Regions from separate parts of the Mus musculus genome. Here all the other regions are linked to region 1. Evidence: chromatin contacts called from public Hi-C and HiChIP or PLAC-seq data. All regions are on one chromosome and are shown on one strand. The core of a region is the stretch at or near the end of the contact, and the rest is flanking DNA. Distances in the headings are between cores, read along the strand shown.

What was found. Hi-C and Micro-C count contacts between places; a contact is called where the count stands out from the background. HiChIP or PLAC-seq counts read pairs in DNA pulled down with a chosen protein or histone mark.
Region 2: a contact with region 1 is called in a Hi-C map of the N1E-115 cell line, with 8 times the contacts expected there. The contact joins the enhancer-like site here to the promoter of Isl1 in region 1. A contact is called at or near these places in 2 of 39 promoter capture datasets (liver and trophoblast stem cells), 1 of 484 Hi-C or Micro-C datasets (the N1E-115 cell line) and 1 of 115 datasets of contacts at active chromatin or transcription factors (embryonic forebrain).
Region 3: a contact with region 1 is called in a Hi-C map of stem cell-derived cardiac mesoderm, with 3 times the contacts expected there. The contact joins the enhancer-like site here to the promoter of Isl1 in region 1. A contact is called at or near these places in 5 of 39 promoter capture datasets (cranial neural crest, frontonasal cranial neural crest, hippocampal neurons and 2 more), 7 of 484 Hi-C or Micro-C datasets (adipose-derived mesenchymal stem cells, cortical neurons, embryonic stem cells and 3 more), 4 of 115 datasets of contacts at active chromatin or transcription factors (embryonic forebrain, embryonic midbrain, embryonic stem cells and 1 more) and 2 of 9 other capture datasets (adipose tissue and liver).
Region 4: an H3K4me3 HiChIP or PLAC-seq map of neural tube shows a contact between it and region 1, with 3 times the contacts expected there. The contact joins the enhancer-like site here to the promoter of Isl1 in region 1. A contact is called at or near these places in 1 of 39 promoter capture datasets (frontonasal cranial neural crest), 2 of 484 Hi-C or Micro-C datasets (the N1E-115 cell line and embryonic fibroblasts) and 2 of 115 datasets of contacts at active chromatin or transcription factors (embryonic forebrain and neural tube).

The regions. Positions count from the first base shown.
Region 1 is chr13:116,305,209-116,312,149 of GRCm38.p6, forward strand. It overlaps Isl1 (ISL1 transcription factor, LIM/homeodomain), which reads right to left and starts at 4,480. Exons shown (of 6, transcript NM_021459.4): 1 at 4,187-4,480; 2 at 3,066-3,255; 3 at 10-269. The coding sequence starts at 4,214. RefSeq lists promoters at 4,277-6,941, 4,279-4,657.
Region 2 is chr13:116,084,246-116,091,186 of GRCm38.p6, forward strand. No RefSeq gene overlaps it. Among named protein-coding and RNA genes, the nearest start is that of Isl1, 220 kb to the right of the region's middle. RefSeq lists enhancers at 3,183-3,819, 3,342-3,501 and cis regulatory regions at 3,340-3,352, 3,434-3,445. Within about 2 kb of position 3,441, at least 9 of the 459 cell types and tissues checked have an H3K27ac peak or open chromatin away from gene starts, as enhancers often do. A contact at or near this core is called in the N1E-115 cell line, where this site is marked.
Region 3 is chr13:116,524,077-116,531,017 of GRCm38.p6, forward strand. No RefSeq gene overlaps it. Among named protein-coding and RNA genes, the nearest start is that of Isl1, 220 kb to the left of the region's middle. Within about 2 kb of position 3,210, at least 18 of the 459 cell types and tissues checked have an H3K27ac peak or open chromatin away from gene starts, as enhancers often do. A contact at or near this core is called in adipose-derived mesenchymal stem cells and stem cell-derived cardiac mesoderm, where this site is marked.
Region 4 is chr13:116,493,663-116,500,603 of GRCm38.p6, forward strand. No RefSeq gene overlaps it. Among named protein-coding and RNA genes, the nearest start is that of Isl1, 190 kb to the left of the region's middle. Within about 2 kb of position 4,084, at least 17 of the 459 cell types and tissues checked have an H3K27ac peak or open chromatin away from gene starts, as enhancers often do. A contact at or near this core is called in the N1E-115 cell line and neural tube, where this site is marked.

The DNA.
Region 1 (6,941 bases), core at 3,230-5,729:
GAGGAGTACCTGCCATTTGCAGAGGCCGCGCTGGATGCAAGGGACTGAGAGGGTCTCCAGCTCCCAGGCTGGCTCTCTCCACCACATCGTGGTCTGCACGGCAGAAAAGCCCATCCTCCCGCAGGGCGAATTCGTCTCCCGGGATGAGCTGTCGGCTGCAGGCTACACAGCGGAAACACTCGATGTGGTACACCTTAGAGCGGGCACGCATCACGAAGTCGTTCTTGCTGAAGCCTATGCTGCACTTGGCGCATTTGATCCCGTACAACCTGAATGAACCGGCCCCGGCATGGGAAGAAAAGCACACACACACACACAAAAATGGGTGATTTCAGGCAGGTTCTGTCCCAAGATGGCCAGAGACCCGGGCCATAAACCTGACCTGCCTGGAAAAAAAAATAGCAATAGCAAAGTTGGGCAGAATATAGAAACAACCCCACCCCCTTCCTCCCTCCTCCCCCTTCTCTTCCTCTCCCTCCTTCTTCCTTAACCTCCCCTTTAACAAGGGGAACCTTTATGGTGAACCTCTGTGTCTGTCTAAGTTTGTACCTCTTAGTTCAGGCACTCAGCCCAAACCAAGGAAAATTTATTGATGGATTCTAAACCTCGAACCAGCCTCTGGTACCAGTCTCAGGATTATTCTTGCAAATACTTGCAGGGAGGGATTCAGGGGACATTAGTGGCCAGTAGCCCTATGCTTTCCATTCTCTATCCCTCAATTTCTGCTACTAAAAGTATTTCTGAAAAAGCACACCACCACCACCACCACCATCATCACCATCAACAACAAAGGTGGGGAAGGGGACTGAGGGTCACCCCACTCCATCTGAACACACAAAATCCCAGAACGCAATAACAAGATGAAGCACTAGAGAGTTTCCAGGTCCTCTCCAGTGAAGGCCTTCCAGTATTTATCCAACTAAAGATTTTCCACGGGGCTCTTGTTAATGGAAAGTTCTTTCTCCATTCTTCCTCTTTTATTTTAATGCCCAGCTTCTGTTCCTCCAACCAGTCTTTCCTCGGTTCCTAAAGCATGTACCTCTACTTCAGTTTGCCTGGGGGACAAGGCTAGCAAGACAAATGGACAAAAAAACAACAAAACCAACCCGCACTGCTAAAAGCTTCCTCCCCTGTCAGCCTTTCCTTACCACCGCTCAGTCCTTATAGTCCTTATAGTCCATCCACTGCTTCATTGCCTGGATATCCCTCAATAGCTATCAGTAATTTCTACATAGAGAGTGAAAAAAGATAGGACAAGATCCACACAAAGGAGGTGGCATGTTGCTTCCCCAATGAGAGACCTTAAAATAAAAATGGTCACTCTACCCTGCTTTTACAACTATAGATCCTCCAAAAGGGTTGTGCATGGGTGTTACACACACACACACACACACACACACACACACACACACACTTACAAACATGCTCCCAGGCGGAAGAGAAGAGAAGAGAAAAGGAAAAGTAACTGAGTGACTCCATCTGCAAATTGACAGATCCGGAATGAAGCAAGTCTGTATACAAGGGAGGGAAACAGTATCTTCAGAGGCGTAAAGATGCTTTTGGAGTTTCAAAGTAGGTTCTCCCTTCTCCCTCTCCAGTGTCCCGAGAGCCCACACCAGCCAAGTAAAAGATGAAAAGGGATTATTTCTCAGAGGTTGGAAGACAGACTTGAAATTTTTTTTCCTACCTTCTGCCTCTCCAATGCAAGATCATCCATTTTATAGAAGGAAGACTTACTTTGCCGGGTTCCCAAACCATTGACGAAATCCCTCCCCTTTCCTGTATCCCACTTCCTCCCATTCTCCTTGTCATTAAAACCAAACCAAACAAACAAACAAGCAAACCCTCCCTAGTATATTGTTTAATTTTAGCTATCATGAATATATCCTCCAATCTATGTTTTTTTTAAAGCAAAACAAAACAAAACCGAGGGAGGGGCATTATTCCAGCAGGAGAAAAACTGGTGGGGCTGTATTTTAAATCTTAACTAAACTTTAATGAAAGTTCTGAAGCTCCAAAGCGCTTTATGGCTTAGGAAAAGCCGATCACTTGCCAATGGCCACCTCTGAAATCTAAAATCGGCTACATTTCTGCCATCGCCAGCCTAACAGTGAAGGGGAACAGTATCTTGCTTTGTATTAGAACAAACACATTTTCCTTTAGAAATTCTACCAGGCTTTCTAAGGTAGAAAGTCAAGTTTCTGATATAAACTGGTAGGTCAGAGAAACTTGAAATTAGGAAAAAAAAAAAAGTGCAACAAAAGCCAGCTCAGATCCTCCTCCCTGGTTTTGGTCTTGTCCGTCAGCTGATTCCCTCATTTTATCAGTTACTAGATTTTAATGTGAGAAAGGAAGCTGTTCAATTACCTAAATATACCAATTGTTCGCAGACAGATGATGGGCAATTTGATCTGCTCTGTCTAATTCATCAGCCCAGATAAGATAAGAAAGAAAAGGCAGTTAGATATCACCAAAGGGTTAATATTTAAAAAGATTAAATTTCCGGTGGTTTTTTTTGGGGGGGGGGCGTTAAGGAATATTTTATTTTGGTTTTAAAATTTTTTATCAAAGGAAGAGTCACCCCAAAAGTAAAGGGAGCAATGTTTGTACTTGTTCTTCAAAAATCCTTTGGTGAAACTTTTGTCTGTTTATTTGGAGCCCCCAAAATAATGTAAGTCATTGATAAAACAGGAGAAAAATAAATAAGATGATAAACTATACAGTGAAAATAGAATTTTTAAAGTTTGAAACCCTAAACTTATTTGCCTTAATTTTGTTGTTGTCCTTAGGGAAGTTTAAAGAGGGAAATAATCTTTTGTATGAAAAATTCAAAGAGTCATTAACAAACCTTATCAACAAAAATTTATGAAACACAGCGACACCCCACCCCCCAAAGATATGAAATGAACAACAGTTTAATTTTAAAAACATTTCTTGTACACTGGGCACTCTAAAGTAAACGTTCTCCCTCCCTCTAAAAACAACAAAACAAAACAAAGGCACATCAAATAATAAACAAGGAGAGCCAAGAAATCTCAGAAAATAACCCTGTAAAAATGGCATACCTGATATAATCTCTTTTACAGTAGGTTTTCCCATCCCTAACAAAGCACGTACAGCTTTCGTCCAAATACTGATTACACTCCGCACATTTCAAACATGCTGCATGCCACTCCAAATCCGGAGAAACCCTCAGAATATACTGGTCGTGAATTTGATTGCCGCAACCAACACACAGGGAAATCAGACGTTTTTCTGAAATGAAAATAAATGCATGATTGACTAACCGTTTACTTCCTACAGAGATAAACACACTTTTAGTGTCGTTCTCTTATAGGGTGTATTCTGGAAGAATTTTTTTCTTTCCCTTTTTTTTTTTTTCTTGTTCTTCCCTTAAAGAGTATTGCACTTTGGGATGGTAATTGGAGTGTGCCATCAAAACCTTGACTCGCTTTTTTAAAAAGGGAGGTGGAATATATGTAAAACGCAGATTTGAATAGTCTACATTGTAAGCTTAGCACGCAATCAAACCCGCTCATTTTGTGTTTTCTCCCTCCTCCCTCTTTGCTATAATCATTAGGCAAGATTATGGATAAGTCATGTCAAAGAAAAGGTTTTGACTAGAAGCGTTAAAGCAACGCTGGGATGTCTATATTTTCCGTGAAGCACGTTCTTCAATAGCACGCGGGAATGGATATTGTTAGAAGAGTAGACATCAATACAGTTGTCACTCGCTCTCTTTTGCAAGTCTAATGCTAATTCATATCTGCCGGTGTGGTTTGTGCAGGCAGACCTTTGCTACATAATAACTTCTCCAAGAGCTCCGGAATCCGGAGGAGGAAATCACCGCTAAGCACCGGGCAGGCGGCTAGAGTTTGGGAGGGCACAGAGCATTCAAACACAAGGTATGATCAGTTTCTCAAAGATCGGAATTCACACCAAACATGCAAGCTGCAAGCGTGACAAGAAGAAAACACACACACACACACACACACACACACACACACACACACACACACACACACACACAACAGCAGCAGCAACAACAACAACAAAAGGACCACCTTCTCTTCTGTCTCTCCAGGCAGTGACTACAAATCCAAAGAGCCCTGTCATCGGTGCCTGAGAGAGACCCCCCCACACCACAACAGCACACCAAGCCCCACAAGGTTAAACCGCTTCTTACTTTTTGGTGGATCGCCCATGTCTCCCATATCTGTAAGAGGGAGTAATGTCCACAGTGAAATGGTGGTTGGACAATTGGTGAATAGCCCACAGAGAGGATGCTGGTGCTGTGGCTAGGTGGCAAATAGTGGCCCCCGGGGTTGCCAAAACTGGGGGAAACAGCTGCCCGGCTGCGCCGCGCCCTCGCAGATCTGGGAGTCCGATTTAAGCCGGCGGAGTTGGCAGAGCGGAGGCGCAGCAGCAGCGGCGGACTCGCACGGCTCGGGGCACCTCTCTTCCTTATCTCTTACTCAAACTTCTCAGCTCCAACTCAGCTCCATCGCCATTGGTCTGACGCAGCGCGCGGGGACGTCAGGCGAGCGCCGCGCCCATTGGCTGCGGGGCGCGCGGCGCAGCTGTTCTGATTATCATATTTCAGCCCCGGCGCCTCCGCGCGCCACTGCCCGCTCGGCGAGCCCGCAGGAGAGGATTAAGCCTCCCGAGGCCACGTCGCTCCTTGGGCGCCGGGTGGCCCGGGTCCCCGGCCGCCGCCTCCTTGTCCACCACCCCCTCCCCGCGCCTTCCCGGACGCGCCGCGTCGTGTCCTGGGGTTCCAGCGCCGCGGGCTCCCCGCGGACCTTGGGCTGCGCTGAGCTCGGGGCTCCCTTTTCTGCCGCCCGTGGCGAGTAGCTGGTGGGTAGGTCCTTCCTGTGAAGCGGGTCCCTACCGGGCTCCAGGAAAAGGGGGGCACTTGGAACGGGCCGCTTTCCTTCACTGACTCCCGTGCTGGCGCGCACAGCCCAGGGCTGGCCAATTTCGCTGCCTGCGGGAAGGGCGCATCTGCTGGAGCTAGCAGCGCGCTACGCGTTAGGGGACAAACCCGGAGTAGGACGGTTAGACCCAAAAGAAATGGGTTTTTTTATGACTTCGTTTTTGTGTTCTTTTTTTTCTTTCTTTCTTTCTTTTCTTTCTTTTTTTCTTTTTCTTGCTACCGTGTTGACCCTGTTACTCCCCAATCTGAGCTCTCCAAAGACTTGGGGTGGGAGGAAAGGGGAGCTTGTCTCCCTAGCGGACAATCGGGTTGGAAACGCAAAGGTCAAACGAAAAGGTAAAACGAATTAACTCCGAGGTTGGTTCCTTTCCTCCCGACCCGTGAGGTCTCCTGTTCAATTTTAAGTCTAGCATGAAAGTGTTCTAATCTAGAGTCAGAGTGCAGGACCCTAAAGTTTACGGGGGTGGGGTGGGGTTGTCCATGTCTGTCTATGGATCTGTTGTCCACTCTTTTTTAAGGCAAAGGTGCACTGGGCCCTTAAACGGCTTGGTAATTATAAGCGCAACTTTACAATATTCTCTAGAGACTTTTAAATCTTTTAGTATGAAGGCGTGAGCAGGGAGGGTCTGTTGCAAAAGAAGAGTGGGGCGCCTACTTCCCTCCCCTGAGGTTAGCTTTCTAATTTGTTTCCTCTGGGGAAGCCATCTGGAGGAGATGTTGGCTGCATCTCACCGGTAACTTTTGCCAATAATTTCTTTCCTGATTCCCCAAAATCTACAGTCTTTCAGAGGCAGTTATTAGGGGACACACAGAATTCCCACACTTCTGCCGGAGCTTCTAGAGGGACTTTGATCAGAGAGAGAGAGAGAGAGAGAGAGAGAGAGAGAGAGAGAGAGAGAGAGAGAGAGAGGCTACAAACAGAATCGTAGAAGGGTTCAGCTTGTTTTTTTTTTTGTTTGTTTGTTTTGTTTTGTTTTGTTTTCCTCTTAGAAGAGCCAGAGGTTAGGGAACTCCTTTTTGTGTTTCTTCCACCAGATCTAAACCATGATAAAACCTGTGAACCCCACCTAGGCCGCAGTGGCCGAGTTAGAAAGCCTGTGACTTTTCAGAGTACACACAGAGAGAAAAGAGGTTAAGAAGCAGGAGTGGGTTTTTCCCCCCTTTCTTGTTTTGCTGTTTTCTTTAAGAAGGCAGATGGGAATCTCTTCCCTTCCTGTTCTTTTTTTTTTTTTAATTATAAATTATTTTGAAGTCCGTGAGCAGGATGGAAAGTTGTGTAGACTCCGGTTAACTTTACCGGTTGGTTGTGTTTTTTCCTTTCAACCCCGGTTTCTGCTCTCTGACATCCTATGTGTGGTATCTTTTGTCAAGCTGCTTTTGCCAAGCCCAGAGAAGCAGTTCCCTCCGTACAAGGGCATGCTACCCTTCTATACAGCCAGGTTGACCATGATTTAAAAACAACAACAAACAACAACAAAGATAAATAGGGGATCTGAACCAATTCTATTTCTTCACGCTATGTTTATAATGTGGCATCTAAAAGAAGCATCAGTCTAGTGACTTGAGACCCACAAAGGACCCTCACTCTTCACCCTTCCAAACATATACAGGCATTCACCAAAACAATTAGTAATGTTTTAATTCAAACAACACATTATTACAAAGGGTCGTTGGTCATAGCAATTCCAAGTAGAAAATCTAGCGTACAGTTTGGGAACAAACTTTCAATGTGAGCAGGTCTTCCACAGCATTCACGACACGTTTTCCTTTTTTTAGTTCAGGGCACTATTGTAAACAGGCATTCATTCCCCTGGTTCTTAGACTGATAAAAGCCAGGATCCATGCAAAAGCTACTCCACTCAGTGGAAGACGCTGGAGGGAACTCAGTAATAGTAGGATCGGGTGATGAAAGTGCTCTGAAGATCTGTGTGTTTGTGATTATACAATTTGCATAGAAATCGAAGTTCCTGCTGCTGGCCACAATGTTTCCCTTTACCCAGAGATT
Region 2 (6,941 bases), core at 2,191-4,690, 220 kb before region 1:
CACTAAGAATGAATGAGGCTTTTTTATGTTTTTATCAGAGGATATTAGTGAACCTAAGACTTAACTTTTAGGCTATGATTGCCAGCCTGTGAAGTCCATAGATGTATCTATATCCATCCTGCAACATTAAGATAATGACCTGTATTTCTGCAATACATGATTTTTATAAGTACACTGAAGATTTGAACCCAGGTTTGCTTTCAACACAAGTGCTATTGCCAATTAAGCCATTTCCAAGCCTTGTGTAAATTTCTTCTTCTTTCTTCTCTTCTTCTTCTTCTTCTTCTTCTTCTTCTTCTTCTTCTTCTTCTTCTTCTTCTTCTTCTTCTTCTTCTTCTTCTTTCTTCTTCTTCCTCTTCTTCTTCCTCTTCTTCTTTCTTTTCTTCCTCTTCTTATTCCTCCCCTACTCTTCCTCTCCTCCTTCCTTCACCTTCTTCTTCTCCTCTTTCTTCTCCTTCTTCCTCTTCTTCTTCTTCCTCTTCTTCTTCTTCCTCCTCTTCCTCTTCTTCCTCCCTCTACACTTCCTCTCCTTCTCCTTCCTTCACCTTCTTCTTCTCCTTCTTCCCCTTCTTCCTCTTCTCCTTCTCCTTCCTCCTCTTCTTCCTCTTCTTCCTCTTCTTCCTCTTCTTCCTCCTCCTCCTCCTCCTCTTCCTCTTCCTCTTCCTCTTCCTCTTTTTCTTCTTCTTCTTCTTCCTCTTCTCCTCCTCCTCCTCCTCTTCCTCTTCCTCTCTCTTTCTCTCTCTCTCTCTCATTCCCTTTGTAAACACACACTCTCTCCATGTACAATTCTGCAAATTATACTATTCTGTTTATCCAAGTTTATAGAGTGAGGTGTTAGCAAATGTCTTAAACTCCCAAGTTACCATTGTTTACATGAAATGCTGGCATTTGTAAGCTTTGAATCTGACTATTCATAAACAATTAGTCCAAAAAAAAAAACTTCATGAGCATCAATCCTAAATGATATAAGACCTAGGAAAAATTGGGAGAAGGAAAATAATATAATCAAAATTTACTGTATGAAATTCTCAAAGAATGGAGAAAAAGATAAAAACTGAATTGTTTTGAAAAATAACAGTGATCCTCATTGATAATAGTTTATGAATACTACTTGATAATCAATCAGAAAGTAACTGAAATCATACTACTATACAATGCACAGATATAACTTATAATCATAATGGTTATATCTCAATTGTATATATTTGTATACTAAAGTCATTTTTGAATTGTATATAAACATATGATTATATGTCATCTACATAGACAAATTATAAATCTATAATAAAAAATTTTCATGAAATTAAGAAAGACCATATCTGAATTCAGGCAGTCTATCTAGCTTTATAGGTCATTTTTTTGCTGTTGTTGTTTTCAACTCTTTGGAAAACTCATATATTGTATTAAGGCCATATCCAATGCCCTTCATCTACTCCCAGTTTCATTTGAGGATAGTTGGCAATGATAACACATTCTTAAAAACTTAAAATATATTAAAAAAACCTTAAAATATATTTGCAAGCTAATAATATTTCTATTTTAAACTCATTCATTTAAATTATTTTTGATAGATTGTTTCTAATATGTCAATCAGCCTATCAAATTATAATACATAACATTATGATAAATTAATTATAATCATCAAATAAATGAAGAAAGAAGATATCCAGTAGTTGATATAGTATACATTTCTATAGTAAGAAATGTTTGTTTCACTGTTCACTTAGTTCTTCTGAGCACTGTCTTGTAGAAACAATTCTTAAGGAGACTGAACCCTGAGAATGAGTGAATATAATGGTATGTCCAAAAGCATGATCAAGGACCACAGCTTTTCTCTAGAACTTTATTTCATATTAACAAGATTGTATGCATAGTCAAAATACTACACGTAATTTTCCTAAGTTTGAGAAGTGAGCAAAAGTCTAAAAGTGGCAAGACTTGAAAACAGAAAAAGGCTATCAGGATAAGATTCTTAAACTCATAAGCCTGTGTATTTGTGTATGTATGTCTAATAAATATGTTTCTTAAACTTCATTAACAAAAGACTAATTATAAAAATAGTGGGCCAGGCGGTGGTGGTGCAAGCTTTTAATCCCAGCACTTGGGAGGCAGAGGCAGGCAGATTACTGAGTTCGAGGCCAGCCTAGTCTAAAGAGTGAGTTCCAGCACAGCCAGGGCTAGACAGAGAAACCCTGTCTCGAAAAACCAAAACCAAACAAACAAAACACACACACACACACACACACACACACACACAAGGTGGACAGCCTACATGTCTGTTCACAACTGTTTCTTACAGGTTACATACAGCATTAATTACAAACTGTAATGTCTGTTTCTAAAATAGGACTCTTTCTTCAGCTGAACAGACTAGGTGATTATCTAGTATAAGATTATAGTGCTTTAGTTTTTACAGGTTCATCAGATCTTTGGACAATCAAAACTTTAAGAACTTACTGAAGTATCGGGAAAAAATCAGAATATTATGAAGAGTGCTCTGATTATAAAAATTGACTCCCTATTTTCCCCTGGAAGCTGTTTTAAGAGTGTATTTTTCTCTGTTAAGACTCACATTTGCCCTTTGATGGAGAACAGCCCTCTCCAAACTATCCTAAACTCTGTAAAATTTTGACATGAAAGGTTTATCTTATGGTCACACATGTGCCTCCCTTTCCCAAACTGAACTGAAGTCTCCTCCTCTCATGCCGAGTGTGAGGAAAAAACAGAAGAAAATAAGCAAGGACAAACATGCAGCATTTGGAGAAAACAAATTATGCTTTACAAACTGTTAGCAAACTGTTAATTGAAATGAGCATTTTTAAAACTGATTCTGAGCTCTGACCTCAATCATCTACACTTTGGCTGGCTGGCCCATTCTGAGACTACAAACCTCAGCATGTCACCTTGGCTTCATTTAATTATTACAAGCAAATACCTCTGGGAGGTAGTAGTTTTACAAACATCTATTTTCTATATCATGTACACTATTTTCTTCCTTAACAATAGACTGCTTTTTAATAATCTGTTTTGACAGTAGTCACATATAAATACTGTGTTAAATATTTTTAGTCAGGAGAGAGTATGGACACATGGGTACCGTGGTGTGGGTCTTGCCTAATTAAATGCATTATACTATTTGCTATTGTTGGAAACCATCTTCTATTCATTTAATAAGGCTTTTGCAAATTGGCAGATAGCATTTGGGCTAAAATACACACAGGATATTTGCAATGAAAAAGGTAAAAAAAAAAAAATACTCCTCTGCCTTTTCTCTAGTGTAGAGCAATTTGTCAAGTAATTAGCCAACCTAATTAAATTTTTGTAGCACTAATCAAACGAATATGCTAAAATTTTCTTTGCACAGCCAGTTTGCTGTCTGCTTGCATTTAACTTGATGGTTTGAAAGGGTCCCTACTCTGTCTGCCACTCCACTTAATAACCTAATTTGCATTTTATATTGGTAAATCAAATTAAGCACCAGTGGCTTTTAGTATGATTGACTGTGGTCAGGCCTTTTCAGATGGGACTTTTTCACAGAAAATTAGGCACATTTTAATATCACTGGGGCTGCGCTTTCTGTGTTCAGCAAACTGCATTCACTCAGCTAATTAAAAGTGCCTGCCTCCTCCACCCCTCCGTATGATAGATTTATCCAGCTGGTGTGTCCATTTTCTTTTGTACAATTTCTTGATGGAAGTATTTTTTTTCCTTAAATATAAGATTGTCTAAGCAACACTTTAAACCTATTTGCATGAAACATAGAAGCAATACTTTGTTATAACTGATTACTTTGAAAAGGAGGAGCAACTGTGTCTCAATGCAGGTCCACAAAAAGAGGTGACAGGTTTTATCTATTACTCAGCAGCCTCAAACCTGGAAGTCCCTGTCTGTTAGTATCCTGTGAGGCCTGATTCTGATCGCTGATTCCAAATGCTGGCATAAGGGAATCTTCCTACACTGTTTATTTAGTGAGTTATTTAACTGTAGAAAACACACACACACATTATTAAGGAGAAAAATAAAATAAGTACAAACTCAAGAATCACTCTTGGGGCAGTGCCAGACTCACCAGGAATTGGTGGAAAAATAACTCCAACAAGTTGTCCTCTTCTTTCCAGGTGGGCATTATGACACATAATGCAAGTAAATATACATAAATAGACATGAACAAATAATATGTAAATATGTGTATTTCTTAAAATAATACAAATACGCGTACTGTTAGCAAGAGCATGAAGAAAGCTTTCTTGTAAGCTGAGCCAAGCTTGCTTTGAACAGAATATTTTCAAGTATCTGCAAGACAAATAGATTTCTAAACACCAGTAGTTTAAGCTAAGATAATTATTTGATATGTAAGTAACAAAGTCTTCCCACATCTATTAAAAAGCACTGTTCTTCTTCGGTTGTTTGTTTGTTTTTGTTGTTGATGTTGTTGTTGTTTTTAACAGCCAACCATGTGACCACCAGAAAGGCAGGGTCTTCAATTCAGGAGAGGGTAAAATCCTATTGGAAAACCTAAAGGGAAGTGCACCATGCTGATTCACTGCTGACCTGGGCTGTGAATTTTCTTAACAAAAGTTCAAGATAAGTGCACTAAATAGGACCGTGCTTTGGCTCTCTTAGAACTGATCCTTAAGACAAATAATTAACTAAAAAGATAATTTAGATTACAAAAGAGATGACATCAAACAAGACAACTGCCTGAGCACAGTTAGATTTTTCTGTTTTCCTTTAAGTAAAGTCATGATACATTTGCTCGGAAACCTCAGTCTAGTCCATTAATTTTTTTTTCATAATTGAGGGGATGGGGAAGAGGTTATATGACCGCAGTGGTTGGCCTGATTGGGTGGGGGCACATTTCAAAGTCGAGAATCCCCCATACCTCTGGGATTTCACCTGAAGACTATACCACTTACTTCACCATTGAAGATGGCTTTCTTTAAAAATGACATTTCTTGATGAATGCACTGTAGAATTGGTTTTATCTGCCCCTTACATGAGCTGCACAGCTACAATATACCTTATTCTGTTTTTAGATGGCATTATTTTTTAGTATCCTTGTATTCATATGAATCACAACCCAAGATCCTGTTTAAGTTTTCATATCAGAACAGAATATTATATACTCAGTATTATCTACTGAATGTATAATGATGAATGGCATCATGACATTTGATGTCAGATGTACATCTCAGTATTACATCACTAAATATGTTAAATAGCAATACAAAGCCATTGTTCCTGTTACAATAGTGGCAACACTGCCTCACATTCTGTCCTTAACTTATTCAAGAGTTCGCAAATCATTACTCACTTGTATTTTAATATAATCTCAATATTCTTTCTCTAGATTTTGAGCACAGAATATATTCAAAAAATTGGTAGCCATTTAAATTTGGTAAATTTCCTTCATTTTGTTCATTCTTGTGTTTTATCATTGTTTGTGGGTTGAAAGACATAAGTAAGCCAATGTATTTGAAGAAATAATAATATATTGGTCATTTAAGATCTCTAGTACACCAAATGCATCCAATGTTATAGGAAACAGTACAACATGTTTCATGGGTAGTTTTAATTTTATAATAAAAAAAGTACAATTCACAATTAGGTTTAACTCTGGTGGAAGGGATGCCACCTGCTCTTCACACAGTTCTCTCTGATGATTAATACAGCCTTATAAAATAGTAGATTGTTGTATGAGTTGTATATGTGTGTACATATGTAGTGATGTATGCACACATGTGTGCATATGTATGTGGAGACCAGAGTTCAATATGAAATGTCTTTCTCTATTGATTTTCAATTTATTTTTCAAGACAGAGTCTCTAAATCTGGAATTCCCCAATATGCAATTTTATTAAGGTGGAAGTAAACCCTGGGATTCTCCTCTCCTCTTCCCCTCAGTACTTGGGTGACAGGAGCGTAACATTATTCCTGGCTTTCAACTTAGGTGCTGGTGGTCCAAATTCAGTTTCTCAAATGGCAAAACATAGCAAGCACTATAGTAACTTAGCAATCTTTTCAGATTAGTGGATTTTTTTGAACAGCAAATGATTAATCATTACATATAATATGAAAACCAAGAAATCCACATTAGGAAAATGTGTATCGAGCCTATGATATTCTTTCACATGCTTAGATTCCTATAAACACACAGTCATGCTATAGGGATAAGCTGGGTCATGAAGATCAGAGGTTGGTCTCATGCTTAGTATGTTTGAGGCCCTGTGCTCAATACTCAGAATTAATTATAAAAATAGCCAAAATAACAGTAATAATAATAAAATACTAACAATATTATCTCCATCAAGTCCCTCTATTTACAGTCACTGCCATATCTATTCTTTATTCTCTGTTAGCTGTTAACTGTCATGACCACTAATCTTCTATATCTTCATCATTTCAAAGATATTATACAAATGGAATTATTTAGTCTTTTTTTTTTTCCATTTTTTATTAGGTATTTAGCTCATTTACATTTCCAATGCTATACCAAAAGTCCCCCTTACCCACCCACCCCCACTCCCCTACCCACCCACTCCCCCCCTTTGGCCCTGGCGTTCCCCTGTACCGGGGCACATAAAGTCTGCGTGTCCAATGGGCCTCTCTTTCCAGTGATGGCCGACTAGGCCATCTTTTGATACATATGCAGCTAGAGTCAAGAGCTCAGGGGTACTGGTTAGTTCATAATGTTGTTCCACCTATAGGGTTGAAGATCCCTTTAGCTCCTTGGATACTTTCTCTAGCTCCTCCATTGGGAGCCCTGTGATCCATCCATTAGCTGACTGTGAGCATCCACTTCTGTGTTTGCTAGGCCCCGGCATAGTCTCACAAGAGACAGCTACATCTGGGTCCTTTCGATAAAATCTTGCTAGTATATGCAATGGTGTCAGCGTTTGGATGCTGATTATGGGGTGGATCCCTGGATATGGCAGTCTCTA
Region 3 (6,941 bases), core at 1,960-4,459, 220 kb after region 1:
CCTTGGCTGCTCCCCTGCCTCTGTGTTCTCAAAGCAACACTCCAGAGCCAGCTGGAGCTGCACGTTAACTAGCAGCACAGCAGGGACCCCACACTGCCTTTGGCTGCCTCTTGAAAGGGGCAGGTAAATTACCATTTTTGATATACTTTGTTTTTTCAGGCCTTCTCCTTAGGATTCTAATGCCTCTGTTAGACTTTTGGCCTCAGATTATCATAGAGCAGCAGGCTGATTCACTCTCATGGTTTCAGATACTTAACACCAAGAAGGAAATATGTATACAGAAGTTAATATGAAAATACCACAAAATAGTAAATGTCATATGCTTTGTACTTTTAAGCTCGGATTTAAAAGAAAGATACATACAGAAGGGCATGGATATTAACACATATGTACATTATGTGATGTTTCATATCAAAAATCAGGAAATGGAGATTCACTTTAATCCTTTCTTCATGTTTGTTATGCACTTTTGTCATAACCATAAATAATTACAAGATAGTGATACAAGATAGTGGTATGCTGCCACCAAGTCAGTCTATTCTGCACTATGTGCATGAATATACTGGTAATGAATTGTTTTAAATTACACACAGAAACACACTCATGTACATGCACACACACGTATATAATATATATCATATATCAACCTTGGTTGCTCATGACTAATGCCAGTATTCAAGAGGCTAAAGCAGGAATATTATGAATTATATACTACCCTGAGACAAATAATGAAATGGTTTCAAAACCAAATAACTTAAAAGAAAATTTATATTGCTGCTGTCTTATATAGGTATATATGTATGTATGCATGTATGTATCATGCAGTAAGTTGCCTGACAATATTTTTAATTTCATAGATATATGTGTGTATGCATAAGTATGCATGCATCTGTAGATATGATATGTGACTACACACACAAAGACACACTCACAGAGGTTACAACTGTTGCTCACGCTATAAGCTTTTTACCCACTTTCCTATTGATCTCAGTGGGAAATTATTGATCTCGATTTTGTTTCTCTATTACAGACTATACACCCGAGGATGTGCTGCTGTGGACCTTTCAGGGCATCTAAGTCCTGGATCATAAGTGCCATGTATTCACCACCAGTAGGCGTTGCCAGTCTTTTCTGGAGTGGTTGCACCAACATACATCTCGCAGCAAAGCTTGCATGCTGCCATTGCTATGCACCTTCACAAGGGCTAATTTAGTAGAGCTTAATTCTTTTATTTGGCAATAGGGTGGCGGTGAAGTTATCTCAGCACAGTTTCATCAGCATCCTTTAGTTTCAGTGAGATTCTGCATCTTTTATTTCTAGTTGGCCATTCAGACTTTTCTATCTTAGGTGACTTCTACTGACCTCAAACAATGTACACTTCAACTTTAGTTTTTCCTTTTCTTCTCCTGGTTGTTCCTCCTCCTCTTTCCCCTTCCTCTCCCTCTTCCTTTTCTTCTTCTCCATGATTCTCTCGCTTTCTTTCCTGAATCTCCACCATAGCCTTCGCAAATGTCTTTACTGTTAGCAATCAGGCCCATTCACAGAGAGCTGAAAGTGAAAATCAGGCATCGTTATACTCAGCTTTTGAGGGACCAGGCAACAGGACGCATCATCACTGTTAGTCGCCCTGTTGCACATCTCCTTGCGCATGTGGCACAGCCCCAATAAAAGTCATGTTCTCCTTTCATCCACTCTCTTCTTCCCTTTCTCTCCCAGAGGCTGCTTCTGTGCCCTCTCTCCTATAATAAAAATCCTCCAACAGGAGACCTGTCACATAGTGTGATTTTTGTTGCGGTTGTTACTTGGTCTCACCATTTGCAGCATAGGAACCACAACTAAGCTTTGTTTCTGATGTTATTTTTATTTTGATAGGAGTAAATACAAGCCATTCTGTTGTGTATTTCTTAAGGAATTCCAAAACGAAGGTCTTCTTCTTTGGTGTCATCTAATGATTCAAAGTTCTTTCCCATAATTTGGAAGCATCTGAGTTTATTTCCTCATGTAGGTTTCTATGGAGACAAGATTGACTCCTTCCCATACAGAAAACCAACTGCTCCAACATTGTTTCTTCTCATGGCGTGATCATTCTCTCCCTTTGTTGTAAAATTTCTCATCACTCTTTGCTGTGGTTTTGGACTCTAGTTTATTTTGGAAATCTTTCTATGTCCCTCAGCTTCCCAGTCACACTGCTGTAATAGAATATCTATAAAATGATTACTGGTAGAATAGAATCATCTTGGCTATACTCAGTACCTATCCTTCAATATTGTTTTCAGAAAATGGTATTGAGCTTTTGATTTAAGGTGTGTGTGTGTGTGTGTGTGTGTGTGTGTGTGTGTGTTTGTTTTTTGTAATAGTTTATGGGATTTTCTGTTTAGAAAAATGGCTCCAGTCTTTCTGCCTATTCAGAAGTATTTTACTTCCTTCTCTTATATTTTGCCATTGCTCAGTAAGAGGTTTGGTGCAACACACTACTCAGGGTCAGAACTATTCTGAAAATCAGGCTGTTTTCATAGACATACACTTCTAGCATTGCTATTGCTATTATGTAAGGGTATTTTTATATCAATGGTGATTATATTTTAAAGCACATTAATTATTAGGTTTTAATAAGAAAACACTATTATTTAGGAAGATGTCACCTGGCTTCTTCTTTACAAATCTTCCCTATGGCCTTCTTAAATCCTCTTCTGGTCTTTGGTTAGTATCTAGTGGAACAATGTGGACAGTTACTTTTTGGTCTTCTTGTTTCAAATGTTTCCAGAGCTTTGCCTTGGCTGTGAACCGGAGACTGGAGCTAAGAAGCCCCACCCCTCTCTTCATAGAAATTATGCTTGAATTATCATAAGTGCTGATGAAGTTTTCTTATTCCTGCCATACTGTTTTGTGTCCTATCCCTTTAAAACCTCCCTCCTCTTGTGTGTATCCCCCGCTCCCTGCAGAGTGTGTACTAGACATACTATTCGTCTCAGTCTACCTTTTAGCCCCATTGTTCCTTCAGTGGTGTTTCCACACTAAGAGATTTTTGGTCTTTGTATGTTTAGAAGTTTACTTGTTTTAACTTATTTAAAATTGCTACTGATTTATTGCATCATTTCATCCACTTGTGGCTGAGGCAGAAAAAATTCGAATGACTAGCTCTCTAATTACATTGGCCGATTTGGATGGCTGTGGATTCTCCTTGACTCATTTCCAGGGTGCATTTTTGTGGTTTCTGTATCACAATGACTCCCACCAGATTGGTATAAAATGTCAGTTTGAAGTTTCTCACAGGATGCTTTCCCCCTTCGTGGCGTTAGCTCGTGAACTTCTTCCCCAGCCTCAGGTTTTCCTCAGAACTCTGGAAGCTCCGTGGTGATTCCTGGCTGGGCAATGGCAGTTCCGTGAGGGTTCTGGTTCTTTCCCATGCTAGTGGGGAGATTCAGTCACTGAGAGTTTACGCCTCTGTTTGACTTGCTTTTCCTGTCGTTCTTCAAGCCACAGATGTCAAATGCTTGACCATGAACTTATCTCTTCCTCTGAAATTAAAGATTTTCAAGGTTTGGTTTTTTTTTTTTTTTTTTTACCAAGTTCACAAAAGGTTTTGAATGTGTAATATGTGTAACCTCATATATTGTAAGTTGAATAAGTAAGTTATATGTTTATCAAATTCATAAAGTTAAACTAAAACAATTTGGGACTGGTTAAGAGCAATTGTTGCTCTTCCAGAGGACCTGTATTCTCCTTAGCACACATCTTGGGTAGGTCACAATATTTGGAACTCCAGCTCCAAGGGATGTAACAACCTCTTCTGACATCCTCCAGTACCTGAATGCACACGAGCAAACACACAAATAAAACTCTTTAAAAATAAAATAAATTTTGAATTAATCAGTGTGCTTATTATATGTATGCATAACGAATCCCCTCTTGTCATGAGGACCATCTTATGGGTGTTTGTTGGACCAAATTCTTCAAAATAATTTTATCCTTGACTTTCCTCCATCTTTTGTCAAAAAAGAATGATTTTGAGTCAAATACAATGAATTGTTTTAAATCTAGATTCCAGCTTTTTCTCAGACTTCCTGGACGATCAAAATACAATGACAACACAGATGTTAACTGCCAGCCCCTTGACAAGTTAGCATCCATTCCTTGGCATTCCTTTCAAGAAGCTCTTCCTTCTACTAGGCGTGTTTCTTAGGAATTTGGTTCTTTTCTTAGTAACAGAAAAACAAAAATAGTTCTCAGTTAATATGGACTTGTTAAATCCCAAATCAAAGGTTTCTGCTAATGATAGAGTGCTGTTACGAAGTCTAACACCCATCAGGCAAGGGTCTGCAGTTTCTCAGCCTCTGCTTCACACTTGGGGCATCCCCCAAGCTCTCCCACACACTGCTTTCCTTACAGATTCATTTGAGAAATTCACTTGACTCTGCTGCCCCCTCCAGATACCACAAATTTCTCTCCTTTTTTTTTTCTCTGTTTTTAGGAGTAGTCAGCTTTTATGGCCTATAGGTTTTTGTTTTTGTTTTTTTAAGTCCTTGGGATCCAGCTTTCACTCCCATCACTTAGGGAGCTACACTCTGGAAGGGCTGCATGACTGATATTCTTTCTGCTAAACTGTGTTGTTCCTCAATCTGATTCTCCTAGGGACTTTGTAGCATTAAGTGTTGTTGAATTGCAAGGCTCTATTAAACTAATAATAATAAAATAATAATAATAATAATAATAATAATAATAATTATTATTATATTACACTCCATATTCCTTTAAAGGATACATAATTAACTCTGCTTAACAGTGGAAAAATGTGTGGTGCATAAGTTTTAAATGACAGCTGAGAAGCCATAGATTCAAGCTCAGTTCTTTATACAATGTCACATTAATTGCAAAGCAAGGAAGAGCAGTATGGAACTAAGAAAGTATTTCTACATGTTATATTCTAATGATTTTCTTTATATAAAGATAAAAGTTCACATAATCAGACTAGTTATAAGGACAGATGACTAGCCTATAACATGTACTATATTAGAAAATGTTCATTATTTTGCCTCAAAAATATTGAAAAATATATACAGAATATTTTCTCAGGTGAACATCTTTGTAGAAAATCAAGCTGTAAGTGACTGCCTTTCAGATTTTCTGGTTTTTAAGCCTTGTATAGTGTTACAAAATTTACAAAAAGGGCATAAGAAAATTAGACTTACTCTTTTTTCACAGAAGTATTATTGAAATTTTACTGGATTCCAGGCTCTGAGGATGCAGAGCTAAATCAAACAATCCTCACTGTGGGTTGAGGAAAGTAAGACACAAGACATTTGCTTCAAGCTTAATATGGTGCTATGGCACAACTATGAAGAAACCCTATTCTTCCTATAACCAGACTCATTTCGATGATCCCAAAATAATAGCCAACACTTGCTTGTTATTTCTAAGGGAATTAAGTGGCTTCATTGAGTGTATTCATGGAGAAAATGGGCACCAATTTGGGCTAGCCAGGTTGAGCTATACATCCAGTTCAGATTTAACTTCATAAAGAACAATAAAATATAGCTTGATGATCAGAATGTACTGTACGCATCTATAAAATTGTAAAAGAATAAAGAAACTACTATATTAAAAATAAAAATAAAATCTTGAAAACTGAGAAGGTTTTCAAAGGTGGAAGGCCATTTCGGTTTGATGTTATGAATACATGACAGCTAACTAAATGGAATAAATACTAGAGATACAGAAAAATGATAAGCCAACATCATGAGGCTTTTAATTTATCAGCCAATTTTGCATATTCATAAAAATGTCAACATGTGGCACAAATACTGTGATGATGAAGTCAAAAGCAAGCAAGAGCAAAATGCCTAGTCATGTTACAACGGTTACAAAAAATGTTGATCACTGAAAATTACCCAACACTGCCTCAGGGATCCCTTGTTGCTGAGCAAATGGTATAAAATTTAAGGAAAGCTCTTTCTCTTTTTTCTCTGTATAAGAAATGTATGAAAAGAAATGTCTAAGGCTCTATTCATTTGAAGTCACAGCTTCTAAAATAGCTAAAGAGTTCCATGTGTACCTTTTTAACTATGCAGTGTGTTGCAAGGGAAGAAATAAGAATACATCATTGCCCAGTCTGCTCAATAAAGATGGAGAGAAATCAAATATTGCATAAATGCTTGCACATGTATAAAATAAAGAATATATCATTGATCATGATTAGAAACTAAGGCATAGTGGTGTTTTAAAGAGAATTTTAAACTTTGTCTTTGCAACTTCGAATTTATTATAATTTTTCATTTGTTTTAAAGTAAAAAAAATGTTTACTGTCTTTAAAAAGCTTTACATTTACCCATTGTCAAGCACTGTAAGGGTAATACTTAATTTGCATAGGTTTGACCATGATCCCGAACTTTAAGTCAGACATTTTATTGAGGCTTCTGTACAAACTGACAGATTACTCATCTTGGTTTCTACATGTATTATACTCCTTTTGGTTTATACATGTATTATGCTTACTTCATAATCTAAGGAGATTCAAACAACTTCATCGATACACCTCATGAGTAAAATATACTTAACATTAAAATTTAAAAGTGTTTTTGCAAGAACTTGACTGCTGTTTTGAAGGCAATTAAGTGCCTTAATTGTGAGTGGGGAAGATGGCGACCAGTCTGGGCATGCTAGGCTGAAGTACACCTTCAGCTCAGATTTAACTTTATAAAGAATAATAAAACATATTTTGATGATCAGAATACATTTCATGCGTCTATAAAATTCTCAAAGAATAAAGAAAATATTATAATAAAATTAAAGATGAGGAGAATCGACACTAACATCTCTTAAAGATTAGAAATATTTGAGAATTTAAAAAAATGTAATGGTATCCATTCCAGAAAAATTAAACATTGAAAACAGCATGTTGGAAAGTATATACACACATACACTTTTTTGTACCGTAGAGAAAA
Region 4 (6,941 bases), core at 2,834-5,333, 190 kb after region 1:
TAAAAGAATGCCACCAATTTAGGGGAAAAGTACATTACTTTTAACTTTACAAAACATCTAAAAGAGCGTATAGATAAATTTCTGAAATTCCTAGTTATAAGACAAAACTTGTAGGTAATATGTATTATCATAGTAGCGAGTTAAAATCCTGATTCTTCATCTTAGAGAAGTCCTTGGAAAATGCAATGAGACAAACTGGCAGTTTTTAGTTGTGTGGTTTATTTTTGTGGATTTTTTGTAGTTGCTTTCTTTTGCTTAAATAGGAAGGCAAGCATAGTGACTATGATCAGCCACAGAAAGGCACCGGAGAGAGTGAAAACTGCCAGCAGCCACAGCCACGGATTCCACTGACATCAGGCTCAGTTGATTAAAAGGCAAAAGCCTCTTACTCAACACTGTTGAGAAAGCTTTTGAAATCATGTCAAATGATTTATTTCATGATATTTGAGCTGTGAGACTGAGCTGCCTTATATTTTATAGGAACTGTATGCTTTAGGCAAAAACACACTAAAGTCACAGCTTATGCCATTTGCAGTAAGGAAATCTCTTGGGTGGTCCTCAGGGGGAAGCCTTCGGCAGAAGCATTGCTGTAATCCAATCTGTTCAGCAAATCATCATGGAAGCAGAGAAGAGAAATGTTGGTTTTCTCCACGTTCCTTCCAAAGAGAGGCAAGAAAGTATTACTGTATTCCTTACAAATAGTAGAAATCCTTTTCACTATATTTGTCTGGCCAAAAAAAAGAAAAAAATGCCATTTTTTAAAAATATTTTGAGAGTAAAAAATACTTTACCAAATGTATTTCTTAAGAGATTATGTAGCTGAAGTATCAGTTCCCAGTATAAGCGGGAAATGTTATCAGACTCCCTCCTGAAGTGCATGAATGTTCTTGTTTCATTCTATGGTTCAGATGCCATAACTATATCAGAAAGTTCTCCTGAAATTGGTGGGATCCAAAGTTGAGGACCACTTGTAAAAATGCTGAAGACTCCTGGAGGTTATATGGTATCCTAACTAATGAATGATTGTCGCTATTCATTCCAGCTTTGATTCCTGTTATGTGTTAATAATTTTCCAATAATTTCTATATCTATTCATTCACTGGTTAGCTCACTTATTCACTCAAGTATGTATTAACCTGTTAGAGCAGTGTTTGTGATAGTCTCACAGTGAATGAGAAAACTTTGTTAGACGTTGCACAAAAGTGGGAGACATCATTTAAAGACTGCATAGGGGAAGGGAGGAGATTCATTAATAAAGGAACTTAAGAGAGGACGATACGAACAAAAAACTGCAATCATAGAACTTCAATTACTGAAAACATACACATGCTTAGATCCAAATCTACTTTATAAAAGCAAGCGTACTTGTTTCAAGAGAAGACAAGTTGTGAGTTATGTATATTACGTGAAATGTTAAATATATAATACATAATTTATTACAACTCTTACAATATATATAGAACAAATTTCAAGTTGCGTTTATACATCTTTGCTTGTTGGTCAACATTTTAGTACAAATTTTATCCTTCCAAGGAAACATTCATACACATTTATGGGAAAGGAAAGTATGCTTTGATACCAGAAGAGCAATGTTATTATTAGGAATTTCTACTGTATAAAATACTAACATGGTAGTAGTCCCTTCTTTGTTTATAGAACTTATAAGTGGGATATATATATATTGTTCTACATTGTGAGGAAAACAATAAAATGTTGGTGGGATAAGTAGGCAGTCTCATAAACTTTCCCAAGCATCATACAACATAGTGAAACAGGAAATATTAATGTACTTGGTGTGATTGTGAGCTAGATACTTTAAAGACCATATATTACTAAAAAAAGCAACATTACTTCCCCCCACCCCCCGCCACCAACCTGAAGCTCTTTCATGAAAACAGCAGCAGAAGCATCATCTATATCTGACATCTGTGCACACACACACCAGTGTCAGGCACGCCAGCCATAAGAGAATAAAAATAGGCTGGAGGTCTGGATGCATCATCTGGTACCTGTTATCGGTCAGCAAAGAGCCTGTGCTAAGTGGCTCCACAGATTGCACCAGGCAAGAAGCTCTCCCCAGGAGGAAAAGCCAAGGCAATATTGCTCCAAAGGGGCTGTAGAATTGTGGCTGTGGTCTCAGAAAGTGACTCTGATGATACCGATGACAATTAGGAGAGAGGGTTTAGAATGTGAATGGGGAGCAATTCAGCTGCTACACTCTCTGTGAGCAGACTGTTGCCTCAGGCAAAAGGACCCTGCTGTCCTTTGTTCAAACTGCTAGGACTGGTGGAAGGTAAACCCAGAAAGGGGGATTTGTATAATTCATCTTAACTTAAAAGTTCAAGTTAAAAACTTTGAATGAATTTAGATACCCATTTCTTGAGTGCAGGACTGATGCTTTAGGCCCATCTCACCAGGATAGTTTTAAATTTAAAGAAAATGCTTGAAGAGAAAAAGTTTGTATCTGCTTAGGGGAAGCCATCAGTCAGAGGAAGTACTGAACTACATTCTTTCACCACTGTGCCTTGGGAGTAATGTCCCACACTGAGTGGTCTCTTGTGCTGCTGCGGTTATCACTGCAGTGGTTGGACAGTTGTGTTTTACGGTCTCTGCATGTAGCATTCAGCTTTATAGTTCAGCATAAGCTAATCAATATATCGAGATCAACAATTTTAAAATTAAGTATTTCCATGAAATTCACCATTCTACATATTAAACAAAGTAATTCATTTTCATGGAAATATCAGTATTTTCTGAAAGGAATCCAGTGTTTAAATTTATAACATAAACTATCGTACCCACAGTTATCAAAACCCTTAAAAAAATTAAACTCTTGTATAGAAGGAATCTAGAATATGTGAAAAGATAATGCTACATTTTCAGGATGTTATTTTAAATGGAAAATATAAAGTAGTAGTAGTTGATTAAATGTTGGCATTTTGGTTTTAGGGAAAGAAGTATTGTGCCACTCAACAGTGGTTTTGTTTTTGTTTATATCAAGATTGTATTTTTAAAGATTGAATTCTGTAAAAGCACTATAAACATATATACCTCATGTGTTTTGAATAATTCTACTTTTAACCTCAGAATAAAACCACGAGCTCCACACCATAAGTAGTCTAAAGTTAGTTGTTTATGAGTTGAAGTCACAGTATATTTTCTAGGTATACATGGTTTTCAAAGTAAGAAATTATTTGATATACTCTCTTTGATACATGCAAAGAACACATTTGTCATATCCAGGAAACTTAAATAATTTATTTTCAAATATGATCCTACTTTTTATATCTCATGGTATGATCAAATTGGCAAATGGCCACTTTTTCAGTTGCTCAATATACAGTAGAACCCAATATCATGAAAAGAGGTAATGTAGGGAACACACTTTATTTCAAACTAATGGCAACATTATATCTTCTGAAGGCTTTATTCCATGAGCAGATGACCTCATACATAAAGTTATTTGTCATAATGCGATGGAAGGAGATGACTCTAAATAAAGCATATGTCAGATATAGAAATATTTTTAAATTATTTTTTACTCTGTGTTTATGGCTAATTATGTTGACAAAGGAAATACCAAGAACAAACTATCACCAAGAATCCTAGAAATCATACAAACTTGCACCTGAGAAGAATTTTCAATGGGGGAAGTAAAATCAGGCGAACCTCAATCATGGCTTATTAAATTACAGCTGGCCCAAAACTGTTTGATATTCAAGCAGCTAATTAGCAATGGAGATGTCTAATTCAAACTCTGGGCTTTGATCTCTGCTTCACCCAATATTTATTAGGTTTATTTTTTAAAAGAATGGAGAGGGAAAGTCTCTTGAAAGCTGGAGGAGACAGTCTGAACAGTAGTTTACTTATAATTTACAGACTTGTGGTACTTAATATATAATGCAATAATCTTCCTGGTGCCATTTGTCATTTGGATGCTGCCACAGATTATAGCTTAGGGCACTGCATCTGTGCCCAGATCTGGCAGGAAATGGCCTAAAATCTTGAACAGCTGAGCGTGATGCTTCAGTGTAGTTGGAAGATTCAACCTCTGCTCTGGAGGTCACTGCATGCTTCTGTCCTGACAGCCCAAATTGTTAAGCATGTGACTAATATGCATACAGAACACAGGCTGCCTGACGTCTGCTACAAGCTTGATGGCTGGTTAGCGGCTAGTCTTAATTTTATGTGACAATCCTATGTAGGAAGTGCTACGGGGGTGACTAAATGGAGCATATTGATGTCCCACTGGGTGTAGCCCCTGTTGTTTTGACAAATTCTCCTTAGCATTTATCAATCAGCCCTACAATGGGGAGTGTGCTGAATATCTAATTCAGACATGCTAGTCAGGGCTAATAGAGCAAGATAGCATGTTATTCAATTTGTACTTGTTAGCGATGTCCCACTGTCACTGGGCAATTTACCTTCACACTCCACAAATGAAAAGAGAAATTTGCTGGGCTTCAAACACTTACATGAGTTACAAGCAAAATTTTAATTAGCATGTCATTACAGCAATAATTTATTGCCTCTTTGTAGTTTTCCCCAAGCATACAGATAGCACTTTTCCTATGTTAGAAAGGGTACTCTCAGAGCTTATGAGGCAGGTATTAATAAGGAGAGCCAATGAGTCTTAATATAAAAAACATGTGGACATTTTCTGTTTAGAGTTTTACATTTTACATATGAGATAAAATTGCTATTTGAAACTTCTCCTTTTGAATATTCTTTCCACGATCTACCTACTGTGTTTTAATACTGTTTGATTTTCTTTTTAAACAGATGTTCTGTTGCTGCAATTTTTTCTAAATATTATACATGTGGGCAAGCTACAGAATGTTGAGTACCATAGCTAGAAGCACTCACAGAAGCATGGGCGCTTCTGTGGGTCTACTGTGAACACTTGTGAACACACGAGGTTTTCTGGATTGTAAGCAGAGCAGTGTCTACTGCTTTCTACCATTTGTTTTTGGGAAGTTGCCTGGAAATTACAAATTTAATAGCTGTCAAATAAAACACTAAGGAGGTAGAGTAAACGAAAGAACCTGATAGTCAATTGCTAGTGTGGCCACAATCCAGCATCCTTAGAGAATGTAATGAAGCCCTATATTGTTTAAGACACCTAGGAACAAGGAAAACTAGCATGGAAATCTAATCATGACACTTAGAATGGATTACCATAAAGAGGGATAAATACTCTGATCACAGTGTTGGAGAGTTTGAAGAGTGATAATTGTCAAAAACCTATCCTGTAAGAGGTACATTCTAATCACTTAAAACACTTGCCATGGTAGATCATAGCGAGTAACTAAATATTGATTCACATGTATGTGCCCAAATATGGAGCAAATATTTTTTATGTATTGATTTATAAAAGTCTGACCTTATAGAACTCCTTAATCATATACTAGCAAAATTATAGACGATGGCTTTAGGTCCACCTTGCATCACACTCAAGCAGTATAGAATCAATTCAGGCAGCCTGTGTCCTGGGTCGCATCTCTGCAAACCTAAAGTGTCCAGATAGTGTGTGATCCATGTTATTTTCTAACTGACATGGTGTGGAGTACCTTGCCAGAGCTCAATGGTAACTCTTGAAAGAATGAATAAGTCATTGGCCAGATATATGAGGCATAAGAACGAATCTGTGAGAGAACAAAGTTCCACTCTTGGTATTCTTTCTCTAGAAGGACAAAAAAATCCATCTCAACCTGCAAGAAATCATATCATTCTACATGCATCTATTATTTTTGGAATTGAAAAAATCATAGGACACAGAATTTTAGGTATAGTGTGCAATGTCTACATATTCATCTCACTACAATATTTACTAGTTATCTTCCTTCTCTTGTTTTTAGAGTAATTTTTTCTACACAATTAGTAAGCCACTTGAGTCATAGCTGTTAATCACATGACCACTACTAAATTAATTATAAACGTTTATCATTTGTGTGGTATTTCATGGTTAACAATGTCCTTCTGATTTCAGATTATTGTGGATGCATGTATGTGTATGTGTGTGTGTGTGTGTGTGTGTGTGTGTGTGTGTGTGTGTTGTGTGTGTATGTTCTTACTTCTAGAACAATTATACCCACCTAATAAAGGTATAGTCTGGAATAGTTAGAGCTACAATCTATTCTTCCACAATTCAATAATATTTCGTAATAAATGTTTTTGAAGCATTAGCATAAAAGTATGCATCTATCATGAATAATTAAGTATTAGTAGTTAAGATTTCGTTTTTTAGCAAAAGAACATTAAATAGGAATACTTCTCTTTTGGATACCAAGATGTCAGGGTCCCCTCTTGAGGTTCTTAGTCATAATAATAAAATAATGTAAACATGGGCTCAAACAGAGAGCTCGTGGACGATTTTATTAATAATAAAAAGTGAAACTCCCAGTACAGGCCAGCTGTAGGTCCACCTAGATGAGATGGAAGTAAAAGACTTTCTGGTTGAGTTGTCATGGCAATCAGCTTCTTGGCAGGTAGGGGAATGTTAGATAAATAGCCAAGGAGCCCAAATTATCAGAAAAGACATATTTAGGTTCAGGTCAGCAACCATGGAGAAAATAAAGATTCCCCCCCCCCCAAAAAAAATTATATATCACACATTTTTACTCAGGTCTCAGAAAAGAAGGCAGACCCAGGTGAACCTCATGATAGCTTGTAGGGACTATTTCAGAAATCAGGGAGTACGAATGAAAAATACAGTGTTTCATTTGAAGAGTAGTCATTCCATTAGCACAGCCAGCCTTCTTAGGGGGTGGTCTCTTGGACAGATGACTGACATGACCCAACTGGAAAGTAAGACCTGGAGACCAGAAATACTTTTTTTTTTTTTTTTTTTTGACCAGAAGCCTTTTCTTAATGGGCTCTTCGTCCTACTCTAACATTTTATCTTTTTAGAAAAACTTCTGCATAGTGTTATACCAATACTA